2 separate regions of the Canis lupus genome follow, and region 1 is linked to region 2. The links are chromatin contacts, called in public Hi-C maps. All regions are on one chromosome and are shown on one strand. Each heading gives the region's core, a stretch centred on a gene start, on an enhancer-like site or on the middle of the called end of the contact. The rest is flanking DNA. Distances are from core to core; before and after follow the strand shown.

Region 1 (4,360 bases), core at 1,045-3,544, 140 kb before region 2:
AGAAAAACTCAACTTGATGGCAGGAATCCTTTCACAATGTGTATTTTTATCAAATCATCACATTGCACACTTTACCTTACAATTTTGTCAATTACCTCAACAAGAGGGAGGAATCTCACAAATGAGGTGGCAAATTCAAAAGAATTGGTAATAAAGATTAAATTAAGGAGCATCTGAGTGGCTCAGTGAGTTAAGCGGCCAACTCTTGATCCTGGCTCAGGTCAAGAAATTGGGATTGAGCCCTGCATCGGGCTCCACCCACGCTCAGTGGGGAATCTGCTTGAGGATTCTTTCTCTCCCTCTTCTTCAGTCTCTCCCCTTGCCTGCTAACTTACTCGGGCATACTCTCTCTCTAACAAATAATCTTTAAAAGAAAAGAAGGCTAGAAGTGGGGTGGGTAGGATGGGTAAAATAGGTGAACGGAATTAAGAGTCACAAATGTCCAGTTATAAAATAAATAAGTCACAGAGATTAAAAGGCATAATAAATATAGTTAGTAATGTTGTGTTAACATTATAAAAGAAAAAGAGAATAAACTAGAGAGAACATTTAACAGATTATGATTTCTTGTAAAGAACCTGAGCCAATCCTCAGGTCCTCCAGTCATTCTCTATTAATTCTTCAGGAAGAGTTCATGACAATAGTGTCATCAAATATTGATACCATATCAAGTGTTGATGATAGTTTATACATTTTGTATGTGAGAGTTGCTTTTGCTAGATATGAAAATCTTTAGCACACATTTTCCCCTTGAATATCGTAAATATGTTGTCCTACTTTCTATTGACAAAAAGTCTATCAAAAGTCTAGCGACATTCCAATTTTCTTCTATTTTGCAAATGTAATGATACATTAAAATATGTTAAATTGGGGTATCCGTTATACTTTTGAAGTAATTCACACTATATTTCGTCAAATCTAAGATGACCTCAAATTTAAGAGTAGCATTATTTTCTGTATTGATGAACAAGGAAAAAAATATATTCCAATTTCAAGGATATTCAAATATAAAGAAATGTGGATTGTGGATGAGATTCAAACTACTCATTTTCTATTGCTGTATAACAATTTACTATAAACATAGTACTAGAATAGAATCTTGAAAGAATGGGACATGGACCAAGTTCCTTTAATGATTGTGTATGAAAGGTACACAACTAGAGTAAGAAACCTGAATAATAGCATAGGTGAGCAGCATGAAGTTTCAGGTATTTGGAAATGTTCTATTTTGAAACGAGAATGAAGAGGCGCAAAGGAAAATGCAGTTTTGCCTGGACCCTCTCTTGCCAGTAGTGAGGAAGAAATTCTAAATTCAAAAAAATTCTAATTAAAAAAGAAAAAAAAAAAAAGCCATACATTACAGAAGATGCTATCACACAGAGTCAAAGTATATGCTAATTCTTAAAATCCTACAGACGTTACTTCAAAAGTACAGTTTATTTAAAATGAAAGACAAATCCTAATGTCGAGTACTACTAATTCTTGTTCTCTAAGAAAGGGCAAAGAGGACCCAACATCAGATGAGAAGGTGAACACTTGATGCGGCAGTGACTGGGTCTGCGACCTTGACCTGCGACCTTGAACGAGTCACGCAGGCTGTCCGTGACCTTGAGCGAGTCACGCAGGCTGTCCGTGACCTTGACCGAGTCTCGCAGGCTGTCCATGACCTTGACTGAGTCTCGCAGGCTGTCCGTGACCTTGACGAGTCTCGCAGGCTGTCCGCGACCTTGAGCGAGTCTCGCAGGCTGTTCGCGACCTTGACGAGTCTCGCAGGCTGTCCGCGACCAAGTGGAAGCGAACGGGGCCACACTGGCCTTCACGGCTCTAAAAATCACGACCCTATTAAATCCGTGGCGGTGCCCGGCCTGTAGCAGACGCCCCCAAACCATCCGTTAAACGTATAGAACGTCTTTAACTGGAATCCCAGAAATCCTGAAAACCTGGAGCTACCTATTAACTTTCGGGGTTCTATTTGTTAAATGAAGGGGCTTCGTCTTCTTGCTATAAAACTCAAGGATTCCGCTTCGCAACCCCAACACGTCGCTGGACCCTGGGACCGCCGTGCTCGGCCACGGAGCTAGACTCCGCGTCGCGCGTCCCGAGGCCCGCGGCCCCCGCCGACCCCGCACCTGCGCGCCGAGGCCTAGCCGGCCCCGCCCCCGCCACGCCCAAACCGGAAACCGGGGCCCGCCGCGCGCTCCCGGCCCCGCCCCCCGTGACGTCACCACCCGCCCCTTGACCTCGCGGTGCCGCCCCCTTCCCTGCCTGCCCGGAGCCGGCGGCGCGGCGGCGGCGGCGTCTCTCGGAGGCGATGGAGGCGTCGGCGCCGGTGGCCGCGCCTCAGCGGGAAGAGGCGTCCTGCTCGTCCTGGGCGGCTGGCGGGTGAGAGGACCGGGGCGCGCGCAGAGCGGCGAGGGGTGGCGGGCGGCACCCGGTCCAGGGCGGCCGGCTGTGGGCTGCTCGGGCTCGGGCTCGGGCTCGGGCTCGGGCGGTAGGGAGCGCGCGCGAGGCCGCGGAGCCGGCGGAAGCGGCCCTGGCGGCGAGGGGGCGCGCGGGTGGGTGTGGCGCCGGGGCCCCGAGCGCTGCGGCTGCCGGCTTCGCTGAGGAGAAGGGCCCAGGTCGGCGTCTGCGGCGCTGTCTCAGCCCGAGGCGGGGCGGCCACCCTCTCAGTCACCGGCGCGTGTGGGGACGGGGCGCGGGTGTGACGGAGCGGGAAGACACGGCTGCTCCGTGCTCCGTGGAGAGTCCTGGCGCGGGCGCGGGCGGCCCGGCGCGAGCCCCACACCCTCCCTCCTTGTTTTTTCGGTAAAAAAGAAAAGCTAAGAGCGCGGCTGTGCGGGATCCTGCACCGAGATCCTCCTTTGAAAACTATTACCAGAGGGAACCTGGTAAGGATGAATCAGGGGCAGTCAGGACGCCCGGAGGCCTCTGCTGACTACAGTTTAAAAAAAAAAAAAAAAAAAAGAAAATCCGGGAAAAAAACCCCACGAGTTAGTCATCCTTCTTTCCCAGTTGGTGTTAAGGTTTCTCACGTTTCTTGCGCTTCTACAGAATCGGGGAGGTTGGGGGGGGCGGGGCGGGAGGATGTTCGTGTGGTTTCTTTTCAGTTATCTCGTAATTAATAAATTGGTTAGTTACATCCTGCCCGCCACCAGGATACAATATTCCAAAGATGGAAGTAATGGATATAGGATTTTTTTTTTTTTTTTTTGAGCTAATGTGAGACTGTCCATAAACCTGTGGCTTTTTCGCTGGTTCAAACTGAAGAGATGTCTCTGGTACCGTGATAACTGCCTGCCGAGGCCAACACTGCCACATTTTACGTGGGGGATATTATGTAATGCAAACAAAACGTCCCTTTATGTAAAGGATTTTTGATTGCTATGTTAGACCTTATTACAAAAATGACTTTTGAAGCATTCCAGGAAGGCAAAATTTTCTGAGGAGTGAGTGCCAGTCATATCATTAAGTGACAAAGCTGGTTAGAATGTAGCTGTTACCATGTTCGCCTAAGAGCTTTGCCGGCTAGACTATTGTCCTCCATGCAAGGAAGACAGCTAGTGAAAGTATACCAGGGATAAGAAAAGTGCGTGGGAAATTTTCATATTGCATTACTATGCCAAAACAGGGCATATTGTGTGTGTGTGTTTATTAGAGAAGTGATCTCCTAAACCCAGCTATCTCCTGGTTTGCTTTCATAATTGCAATCAGGAGTATTTCTAATAATTACCCACGTATCACTTAGCTAGAAGCTGATACTATTTGATAATACCAATCAGTGTTTGGTAAGATAAATGATAACATTTTGATTTGCTCTATTTACAAATCCTTTGGCTAATGTATCAATACCACACTTGGAAAATTGGGTTCCAAAACCTAGATTTCATGCTTTCGCATTATTTTTTAGAATTGTACAGTTGATAATTAGAGCTTCCCGGAACCTGGAATGGATTACACTTTTGCCAAGATAATATTGATCTTAGCTGCCACTGTGGCTCAGGCCAAAATGCCCCACCTCTGCTTGGGAACCATTTCTGTTTCCTAATGTTCATTCCTATTTTCATTTTTATTTGTATGCCACGCTGTGAAAAGGTTGAGCTGTGGTAAATGATACATTACTATATCTTATCATGCTAGTATCCTTTAAAAAAAAAAAAAGAAATTATTTCCTTAACATCTATACCCATCATGGGACTCGAATTCATAACCCTGAAATAGAGTGGCATGCTCTACCAACTGAACCGGCCTGCCTCCCCCCTTTTTTTAATTTTTAAAATTCATTTAACAGATGCTTTTTGAGTGCTTTCTTTATGCCTCCTATAAGAGGCAGAAGGCGGTAGAACATGGTGATCAAGAGCTA
Region 2 (4,497 bases), core at 1,161-3,660:
TATCACTTTACTATGAAAAGTTTGCAGTTTTATGTAGTCACACAAATGTGTGAATCATACAGCAGTTTGTCTTTGATGTCTGGCTTCTTTTACGTAGTATGATGCTTTTAAGATTCATTCGAGTTGTCACATGTATCAGTAACTTGTTTTTATTGCTGAGGAATATTCTGCTATATAGATGTACTCTAGTTTGTTTATTTACCAGTTGATGGGCATATTACCAGTTTGGGTTTACTACACACACACACACACACACACACACACTCCTTACTTAGGTTACGTAGTTGTGATGAAAAACTTCAAGATTTAGTCAGTTGCCATAGAGGTTCTGAAGGAGTGATCTGGAAGTATTTTGGGGAGGCAGGGAGCCTATAATGACAAAGCTGGGTTTTATAAATATTGGTCATTCAACTAGCAACCTTATTTTTTGGATGCTAAAAACATGGTGAAGCTATTAAATAGTGGGGCAAATGCAGAGAGAGCTACAAAGTTTGTTTAGGAATGGTGGAGTCTCCATAACTTTGGTTTTCATAAAGGTGCTGCTCCATTTTCTCTGTAGGACAGACCAGTTCATCACCAACAACCTTTGTGCACTGCATTTTATACTATATCATGTTTCTCAAAATACCTCTGAGAGTTACTGTGTCCAGTGGAAACAGGGAGCATCATTTTACAGGTGGAACTTTTATATCTGTGATTGCGCTTGCTAAAATTTCTCACTCAGAGATAAAAAGAGTAGAGTGAGTAAGTGCTCAGTGTCTAGAGTCAGAATACCAGCATTCATCCCCAGTTGTGTCCTGGAATCGTATTTCAATTTGGAGCAGGTTACTTAAACACTGTCCCGGTTCTGCCTGTAAAATGGGGATATTCGTCGTCTTCTTGTAATAGGAATGTCCTAAGAAATGTTACTGCGTGGATAGCATTAAAAAAAAAAAAAAAAAAAAAAGAAAGAAAGAAAAAAGAAAAAAATATTGGCATATAATGTGAACTGAATACATGAAAGTTTTTTATTATAACCTATTCCAGGGCAGCCCCGGTGGCTTAGCGGTTTAGTGCCGTCTTCAGTCCAGGGTGTGATCTTGGAGACCCAGGATCAAGTCCCACATCAGGATCCCTGCATGGAGCCTGCTTCTCCCTCTGTCTGTGTCTCTGTATCTCTCTCTCTCTCTCTGTCTCTCATGAATAAATAAATAAAATCTTTAAAAAAAAATAACCTATTCCAAATATGACAACACCAAATTATACTCTGTAGTCTGACTGGCAAGACTTCTGCTAGATCAAATAAAAAACTCCATAATGACACCAGGCATTATTTATTGAATTCTTACTATATTCCAGGCATTTCATCTGGATATTAAAAGGAGTTAATCCAGTTATTTCTCTCTCTCTCTCTCTCTCTCACACACACACACACACAGGGGACTTGAGAGAGTTTAACTTGTCCGCGATGGCAGAATTAGTGGAGTAGATGGGAACCCAGTCTGATCTCAGAGTTAATATATAACCTCTTCCCCTACCAAAAATAAATAAATAAAAACCCTAAAAACAAAAAAACAAAAACAAAAAAACAAACAAAAACAACCCTTAGCAGGTGATAACATTTGTTACATCATCACAAGTCGAAACACTTCATTAGCTCAACTCTTGATTGATAGATTGAGTTAATAAGTATTTTGTCTAAAATTCCCACCCAAGTTTTTATTAAGTCGCCAAAATAGAACACCAAGTTTTATAGAATCATGGAACAGTCCAGTCTCCAGAGCATCGAATTTAGCTCTCCCCTTACATATTACGAAGGAAACACTTCGAACGGCGCCCCAGTGTGCCCTAGATGACGTAACCGATGGCTGAGCGGATGTCAAGTCTCTTAATTAGGGCTGCTTCCAGGGCGTCATACCTCAATGACAGTCTTATTTACCCAGGTCACTTTTTGCCAGTGCTTCATGAAAAATATTACCCACTTATTCGGAAAAAAGCACATCGTCGTCATCCTCATCCTATCATTATCATAACTTTTTAAAAAGGCCTTAGTTATTCGTGAGAGACACAGAAGGCCGCAAGAGCGCGCTGCACGCAGGGCACCCGCGAGGGCCTCGAACCCGCGCCCAGGACCCGCCGCGCGCCTCAGGCCGACGCCCGACCCCGGGGCCACCCAGGCGCTGGCGGGGGCCGGCGCGTCTGCGCATGCGCAGGGAAGTACTTTACTCATCTCTCTGCACACAGCGCTTATCCTTCCAGGTGTTATTTTCACTCCGAACTAGAACCCTCCACGTGCCTCACGGCGGGCTCACGGGCGAACAAAGGCTGCTGTGGAGACGGTCCCGCCAACTGAGACGGCAGCTTTCCCCTCAGCCCGCGGGGAGGGGCGAGCGCCGGGGGCGGAGCCTGCGGAGGGCGGCGCCGCTTCCGTGGGCGCCTGCGCACGACCGGCGAGGGGGCGGGCGCCCAACGGCTGCGCCGCGGGTGGCGCGGCCCGTCTGCGCATGTGCAGACCGTTTCAAACGCGGAGGCTGCTGGGTACCGCGCTCCTGAAGGGCCGAGCCGAGCCAATGGCTGACGAGTGTCGGTAGCGCGCTGGCCTGTCGCGGTTCCCTCGGTTTTGGCACCGCCCACCTTTAGGCCGCTCCTGGGGCGCGGTCCGGCCGCTCCACCCGTGACCGGTCAGCGCCCGGCTTCTTGGAGTCCCGGCCCGCGGGGACGCCCGCGGGGACGCCCGCCCCACCCCGGGGCCGAGGGGGAACATGGCTGCTGCGTCGGGTCTGGTAAGTGCAGGCTCCTGCTTCTGACGAGCGGGAAGACCCGCTGGGTCGCTCCGGGCGGGGGGGCCCCCAGACGTCTAGCCGCTGCTGTGGCTTCTTGGAGTTAATTTCCTTGTATTGTTTCCTCAAAATGTCTTTCTTTTTTTTTTTTTTTTTAATTTTATTATTCATGAGAGAGGCAGAGACACAGGCTGAGGGAGAAGCAGGCGCCACGCAGAGAGCCCGATGTGGGACTCGATCACACCCTGGGCCTGAGGCCGGCGCCCAACCGCTGAGCCCCCCGGGCTGCCCTAAAAATATCTTTTAATTTTGGTTGTGATGGCATCTTTCTCTTCAGAGAATCTTGTGGTTCCCTCCCGCCCCCCCCCCCCTTTTTTTTTTTTTTTGGCTTAACTCTACTTCTTAGCCCTCCAGATAATTTTCTGTCCGTAGAAGTATTGGGATACCTCAAAAGTCTGGACTTCCGGTCTGCAGGAGCAGATTATTTGTAAGTTATGTCATTGATAGAGTTTTCTGAAAGACAGCTCTTAAAGAGGTGCTCAAGGTGGGAACGACTAGAGGGGCACCCGGTTTTTGTTTGTTTCCGCACTCCGTTTGGTAGTCACTCTTCTGTATCTCACACTTTGCCTGTGGTTACTATGTATTATACAACCCACAGCAGCACCTGCCCTAGTGTATTTTCTCCTTTATCTCTCCTTTTAAGAAAATCTTCATCAGTGATCCCCCCTCCCATTTATGTAAAGTTGTATGCTTGTATGCATGAAGATGTATGAAAGGATCCTATAGAGGGTACTTTTTACTGCGAGCACCTAAACATTGTTTACATTAGGGAGAGTTTTAAAGAATAAAGCCATTTTTATTGGAGGAAGAGGAGGGGAATAAAATTTACCAAATGCCCACGGTTCCTTTTGTTTGTTTGTTTGTTTTAAGGAGTTTTATTTATTTATTTTTTTTTAGAGCAGTCTTAGGTTCTTAGTAAAACTAAGAGGAAGGTACAGAGATTTTCCAAACCCACTCACCTGGACACATGCATAGCCTATTCTCAGTATCCCCCACTAAAGTGGTACATTTATTACAATTGATGAAACTAGGGATCCCTGGGTGGCGCAGAGGTTTGGCGCCTGCCTTTGGCCCAGGGCGCGATCCTGGAGACCTGGGATCGAGTCCCACGTCGGGCTCCCGGTGCATGGGGCCTGCTTCTCCCTCTGCCTGTGTCTCTGCCTCTCTCTCTCTCTCTCTCTCTGTGACTATCATAAATAAATTAAAAAAAAAAAAACTATATTTAAAAAAAAAAAAAACAAAAAAAAATTGATGAAACTACATTGACACATCATTATTGCCCAAAGTCCGTCTTGGTGTTGTACATTTTGTGGGTTTGGACAAAAATTCAATGATTTGTATATATCATTATGGTATCAGATAGAGTGTTTTCACTGCCCTGTATATCTTTTGTGTTCTACCTACTTTCCCTCCCTGCACAGCTCTGGTAACCACTGATCTTTTTACCAACTTGATGATTTTGCCTTTTCCAGAATGTCATATAGTTGGAATCAACTTTTTTCATTATACATTTAAGGTTCCTTTATGTCTTTTCATGGCTTGGTAGTTCATTTTTTTTTAAAGATTTTATTTATTTATTCATGAGAGACACGGGGGGGGTGGAGAGAAAAGAAAGAAAGAGCGAGCGAGCGCGCAGAGACACAGGCAGAAGGAGAAGCAGGCTCTATGCAGGGAGCGT

What was found. A called contact is a pair of places that touch in the nucleus more often than the background predicts.
Region 1: a Hi-C map of blood shows a contact between it and region 2, with 2.7 times the contacts expected there. The contact joins the promoter of UBA6 here to the promoter of STAP1 in region 2. A contact is called at or near these places in 2 of 9 Hi-C or Micro-C datasets (both in blood).

What each region holds. Positions count from the first base shown.
Region 1 is chr13:59,067,289-59,071,648 of UU_Cfam_GSD_1.0, reverse strand. It overlaps UBA6 (ubiquitin-like modifier-activating enzyme 6), which reads left to right and starts at 2,294. Exons shown (of 33, transcript XM_038556197.1): 1 at 2,294-2,382. The coding sequence starts at 2,312.
Region 2 is chr13:58,927,255-58,931,751 of UU_Cfam_GSD_1.0, reverse strand. STAP1 (signal-transducing adaptor protein 1) reads right to left here and starts at 2,410. Exons shown (of 10, transcript XM_038556207.1): 1 at 2,206-2,410. It overlaps CENPC (centromere protein C), which reads left to right and starts at 2,533. Exons shown (of 20, transcript XR_005369062.1): 1 at 2,533-2,762.